2 separate regions of the Triticum aestivum genome follow, and region 1 is linked to region 2. The links are chromatin contacts, called in public Hi-C maps. All regions are on one chromosome and are shown on one strand. The core of a region is the stretch at or near the end of the contact, and the rest is flanking DNA. Distances in the headings are between cores, read along the strand shown.

What was found. A called contact is a pair of places that touch in the nucleus more often than the background predicts.
Region 1: a contact with region 2 is called in a Hi-C map of leaf, with 5 times the contacts expected there. The contact joins the promoter of LOC123081666 here to the promoter of LOC123084922 in region 2. A contact is called at or near these places in 2 of 5 Hi-C or Micro-C datasets (leaf and root).

Annotation. Positions count from the first base shown.
Region 1 is chr4A:30,311,022-30,313,832 of IWGSC CS RefSeq v2.1, reverse strand. LOC123081666 reads right to left here and starts at 1,312. Exons shown (of 2, transcript XM_044504215.1): 1 at 1,269-1,312; 2 at 316-1,176. The coding sequence starts at 1,274. The coding sequence ends at 757.
Region 2 is chr4A:30,175,437-30,178,172 of IWGSC CS RefSeq v2.1, reverse strand. It overlaps LOC123084922 (protein SOSEKI 2), which reads left to right and starts at 1,355. Exons shown (of 5, transcript XM_044506463.1): 1 at 1,355-1,764; 2 at 1,865-1,934; 3 at 2,033-2,148; 4 at 2,643-2,736. The coding sequence starts at 1,524.

The sequences.
Region 1 (2,811 bases), core at 63-2,562, 140 kb before region 2:
CTCGAGTTTGGATTGACAGAACAATCAACGGGCCGGGGCATGAATTACAATGTCCAACATACAAGAAGAGAGACAAAACTGTGCAGACGAACTTGGCTATGTTTATAAGATGAGAATCTCATAGAGCTGTGCTAGGCCGTCAGTAAGGCATTGTAGCTGTAGTTGTTTGCAGGTAGTATGACGTTCAAATTGAAATTGGTGGGTTATTTCCTCTCAATAATGGATTGCTGCCCCTTTCTTTAGTTCCAGGTTGCTTGTGATGAACAGAACAGCCCGAAAAGCATGTACGTCCACCGAGATTGTGACGAGGGAAGAGAAGGAAGGGAGAAGCATTGGATTCGATGCGTGTTTGGTTTATGCCCTAGATTGCCCCGCCAAAATATCAGCTAGCTAATTTTTTGGCTGAGGTGCTGGTTGCACATGACATGAGTAAGGCAACACTGGTACCTATTTTTGGATCCTGGCCAAAATATTGAAGTGGGGTACATTTTGGACACGATCCAAACATGCCTAGATCTACACCATCAACTCACTGACTGACCCAACCTAACACATGAGACCTGCGTACACAAACTCAAGGTGGAATAAACAGCTCGAGAGCATTACAAGTGATCACTCACTAGCCCAACTGCCCAAGAGATCAAAACTACATAACACACAACAAGAAAGAACCAGCACTCACTCAATCTAGTGAACACTACCACTACCACTCTAGTAGAATAGAACGCGCAGCTCGCATCCCATTGGCACACAGGTTCAGGCGACGCATGAGTTGAGGCCCAGGCATCCCATCAGCAGGCTCCTCTTCCGCCTCGGCCGGCGGGAGGTGAACTCCGGCGGAGGCACCTGGTACAGGTCCTCGTCGACCGGGCGCACCACCCTGGAGCCGGCCTTGGCCGTGGCGCGCGGCACGCTGCCGGCAGCGTCCAGCGCCCTGGCACCGCGCCTCTCCCCCTTCTCCCGACGGGCCACGTCGCCCTGGTCCGGCCTCCGCGTCTTCTTGGGCGTGGGCTTGCGCGGAGGCGGCGAGTACCTGAACCACACGTCGCTGCAGGCCTCCGGCTCCGGCGCGTAGCACTCGGCCGCCACGGCCACCGCCGCCGCGGCCGGCGGCTCGTCGTAGTAGTAGCAGTAGTTCCACTCCCCGAACGCCGGCACCTGCCGCCGCCTCGCCTTCTGCAGAAGCAAAGCAAAGGCAAAACCAGGTGAGCTACAAAGTACAGACCACGGGGAAGTGCCGATCCTTGCATGGGCGCATGAACGCTTACCTCCATCCGGTCCACGCCGGCAGCACACGACACAGGGGCAGACATAATGGGGTGGGGAAGAAGGAGAAGCGAGCTGGGGTCAGTGGGGCGAGCGGTACTAGCCACCAGCTAGCGGCTAAACAGAATGGGGTGGAGCCTCCAATGGCCTGGACGCGCGTGTTTTATAGCGGGAACGGGAGGGGGCAGCTCGCGCGGCAGTAGCGGCCGGAAAGCATTGAAGAGGCCGAGCTCTGGGGCCGGCAATGTCGAGAGGGAGAGAGAGAGAGAGGGAGAGAGGGGGCGTGGCGGGGCAGCATGGAAGGCCTCTTTTCAGAGCGGCAGTGGCTCACTGTAGAAGGCTAGGGGCTGGCCGCGGTAGGCTTGGAGGACGCTGCAGTTGCAGGGACGCAGAGAGAGAGAGAGGGGGTGGCCGGCCGGCCGGCCGGCGTGGTCCTGGTTTGACCGGGGAGGGGTATTACTCCTAGGTATGGGGCTGCTGCACGTCGTACCGGGGTTCCAGCTGACATGCAGCCATCTTGTCGCGCGCCCGTGTTATTTCCGCATCATTGCGGGCTGATTAGCGAGTAAAATAATGCGCGTTTCAACGCTACGCTCTACTGCTACTAGGCAGCAGTACCCCTACCCCTGCATCTACACAAAACGATGGGGTATGAGCAAAAGTCCACGGGCTAGAAGAATTTCAACTACACAAAACGATGGAGTATACCACAAGACAGCATGGGGTTGGATGATAAAGTTGGCAAGTGAATTGCAAAATCTTTTGTTTTTCTTTTGAACAGTGCCAAATCTTTTCTTAACCGCTGTAAAGACTGAGTTTCCACATGACATCTTTGATCAACTTTGTTCCCCGACTACGAGACATCTGTAATTACTTCGTTAATTTTAAGATGTGATGTTAGCTCAGTCTTTCTAAGGGGCTCATAGGATACAATTTTTTTTTCCGCAAAAAAAAGATACGGTCTTTTTTAGTGTTCATAGGGGTACGAGTGTACATTCATACATGGGAGTACATATGCATTTATATGAGCGTCTGCGTCGATACTGTATTTAAGAAAAATAAAATAAAATTATGGGAACGAGCTTGGGACAGGTCACTAAAGAAAATTGCAAAACCAAAAATTGACTTTCACCTATTTGGGTAACCCGATTTTTTTAGAGGAGCACTCTTTACAACCACAAACCACCAGAACTTGTGTTTGGTCTGAAACACAAGACAAAAGAAAATGAACCAAAAAAAAAGAAACTTTCTAATAAATATTGAATTTAAAATTGCTGCTAGTCACTTTTTTCTTTGGCAAGAGAGCACACATACTCCCCGCAAAAAAAAAAAAAAAGAGAGCACACATACGTTCTAGCCGGCGGCGACCAGCCTGAGTGGTGCATGCTTGAGACCTACGTCTTTCTGGCCTCACAACACAATCTAGCGAGATACAGTATTATATTTTGTTGAGTAAATCATGGAAAAGCACAGGAGCGTTCGAGTTCATAGATATATCTATGTGTAAATTCCGATCGATCGATCTAATGGAACTTAATTACGGTA
Region 2 (2,736 bases), core at 106-2,605:
TATCGTCAGCCCGGTTGGCGGTAGCGATATTTCCTACCGCCAAAGTCCCTGCCGTAGGCTGTTAGACCCTACCGCCATGGACTCTGGCAGTAGTAAAAGGGTCAGATCTCGATTTTTTTTCAAACTAGGGTCAAATCTCGAATAGGTTTTAGAAAATGGTCAAAATACGAAAATTTGCCACACACTGCTGATCATCAATTCATCATGCCCGTCTCATTGGTGAGAATATCTCCGTGAGTGCAGGCATGGCGGTGGCGGCCATTTCTAATTTTACTCCTCTACGTACTACCCTATTTTGTCGAGCCATTTTTCCTTTCTTTCATGGACACCGATACACCCCGCTCGAACGCTCGATCCGCCGGTGCACGGCAGACGGCACTGTGCCAATACCGACCGCAAACGAACAAAAGCCAATGAGGTGCAGTGCAAGCCCGAGACCGTGGATGGCGCGCTTGGATTCTTGCAGGCTCATTCCATCGTCCGTCCAATTCTTTAAATCTCGTGCATGCATTGGATCCGATCCGCTGAAGCTAAAGCCGGTCGTCAGTGGAAACAGCAATCGTCCAAAGCCTCCCACCCACTCAAATCATACCAGATCCAACGAGGCACCCGCGCCCGCGCGCCGGCTAGTTCCAAAAGCTGCGATCCCCTCTCATCATCCGCTCAATTGTCAAATTTAAGCCGATCGCGATCAGCGCTTGACCCACCCAAACCCAACCAGAGAGGGCCCCCGTCCCAAGCTTTTTTTCCCGGCGCCCCGGCACAAGCTCGAGCGGCAGAGGCGGCCAGGCCGGGTCCGGACCCCGGACCCGGCGCGCGCGCGCACAGCGGGCCAGCGGCACCACTGCTCGCCGAGGCAGGCGCACTTATTTCGCGACAGTGGCGGTGCATGCTTGCCTGATGACGCCCTGCGCCGCGCTGCCCAAAGTCTATACGAGGCTAATTTTCACTCCCCATGCCATCGAGCGTGCGCCGCTGCTGCTGCTGAAAACGGGTCGGTCGACCGAATCGATCGAGTAAATAAAGCAACGGTAATTACTACTCAACCTGGCGATCGAGGCGACACGGTGAAAACTGAAAGTTGGGCTGGCGTGGCGAGATACACGGGCGGGTGGCACCGATGGACAGGCGGTTGGGCTCTTTTGAGCACCGCAAAGCGCGCGACGTGACATACTACGACACGTAGCAGTGACGACCTGTGTGTAAAGAGGAGTGAGAGCAGTGGAGCATGGGCGCGGGGTACCAGGATGTTCCAGCCCAGCCCAGCTCCACACGCATCGCCCCACCGATCATAGTAGCATGATGACGACCTCAAGCCCTCACCGTCGCACAGTCTTCCCTAGTAAAACCCGCGGGGCCCGGCGCCAGCCCAACGCCCACCACCCAGCAGCGCAGAGCTGAGCAGAGCACCCGCTCTTCTTCTAATATAAACGGCTTGACTTCCGTTCTAGCGGGGCCGTAGTTGCATTGCGGTCGCAGGCTTGCAGCTAGGGAGAGAGCGAGTGAGTGGTGAGGCGAAGGAAATGGAGGCGGCGGGAGAGGGGAGGAAGCTCCATCACCACGCCGGCGGCGGCAGGGCGCAGATGGAGGCGAGCCCGGAGCGCGGCAGGCCGGCGTACGCGTCGGCGGTGACGGCGAGGTCCGCGCCGGCGAGGCCCATGAGGCGGGTGCAGATCATCTACTACCTCTGCCGCAGCGGCCAGCTCGAGCACCCGCACTTCATGGAGCTCGCGCAGTTTCCCCACCAGCCGCTCCGCCTCAAAGGTAGGCATGCACTTCTTCCATCTGCACCTTCATCTGCGTCCCTGGTCATCTGTTTCTAGCCATGGCTGATGATCGATGCTCCATTTTTGTCGCCGCGAAGATGTGATGGACAAGCTGACGCTGCTGAGGGGGAAAGGCATGCCCGCTCTCTTCTCATGGTCTTGCAAGAGGTAGGCGCCGGATCGTTTATTGGACACGCTCCGTACGTATTTCTCGTGTGGTAGTAATGTGCTCATGGTCTTGCAATTGTGTTACTCTTTGATTGAAGGAACTACAAGAACGGCTACGTGTGGAACGACCTCTCGGAGAGCGACGTGATATATCCGTCCGACGGCGTGGAGTACGTCCTCAAGGGCTCCGAGATCTTCCCCGGCTGTTCTTCCGGTAATGAAAATCATCACTCTCCATCGCTTAACCACGACGCATGTAAAAGAAACAACTTCTTCTTCTTCCTAGCATGACCATGAGCGATACTGTGATAACTTCATTACTTTTTTGTTCCTTCTTCTCGTGCAAAAAACAAGCCGTCTTTTCCATCTTTTCGCCTCTCTCTGTCCCCATTGTCGACTCGCTTTCAAACGAATGGTCCAAGAGAGAGGAGCTGGTAAAAAACGAAGTACCCACAGCAGCTTCTTACACCTTGCACGTTCCCTTTCTGCACCCGCGTCGAAAGTCGCGAGGAATTTATCACCCAACGGCTCGAACGCTAGAATTCCTGCTCCTTTTTTCTCCATGGCGTTAATGCATGCATGCACGGTGGCGCCAGAAGTCTACCATGGCATGCAATGCAGTGTCCGAAGTAAAACCTGAATTTATGTGCAGCAGAAGTACAGCACCGCGGTCACTGTCCAACTAATTTTCGTTTCCCTGATCGCCAGCCGTTGCAGGGGAGCGGTTCCAGCACCTCCGCGTGACGGACAGGTCGCCGACCAAGCCCCCGCTGGCCCTCCCGCACAGCCACAAGCAATACGT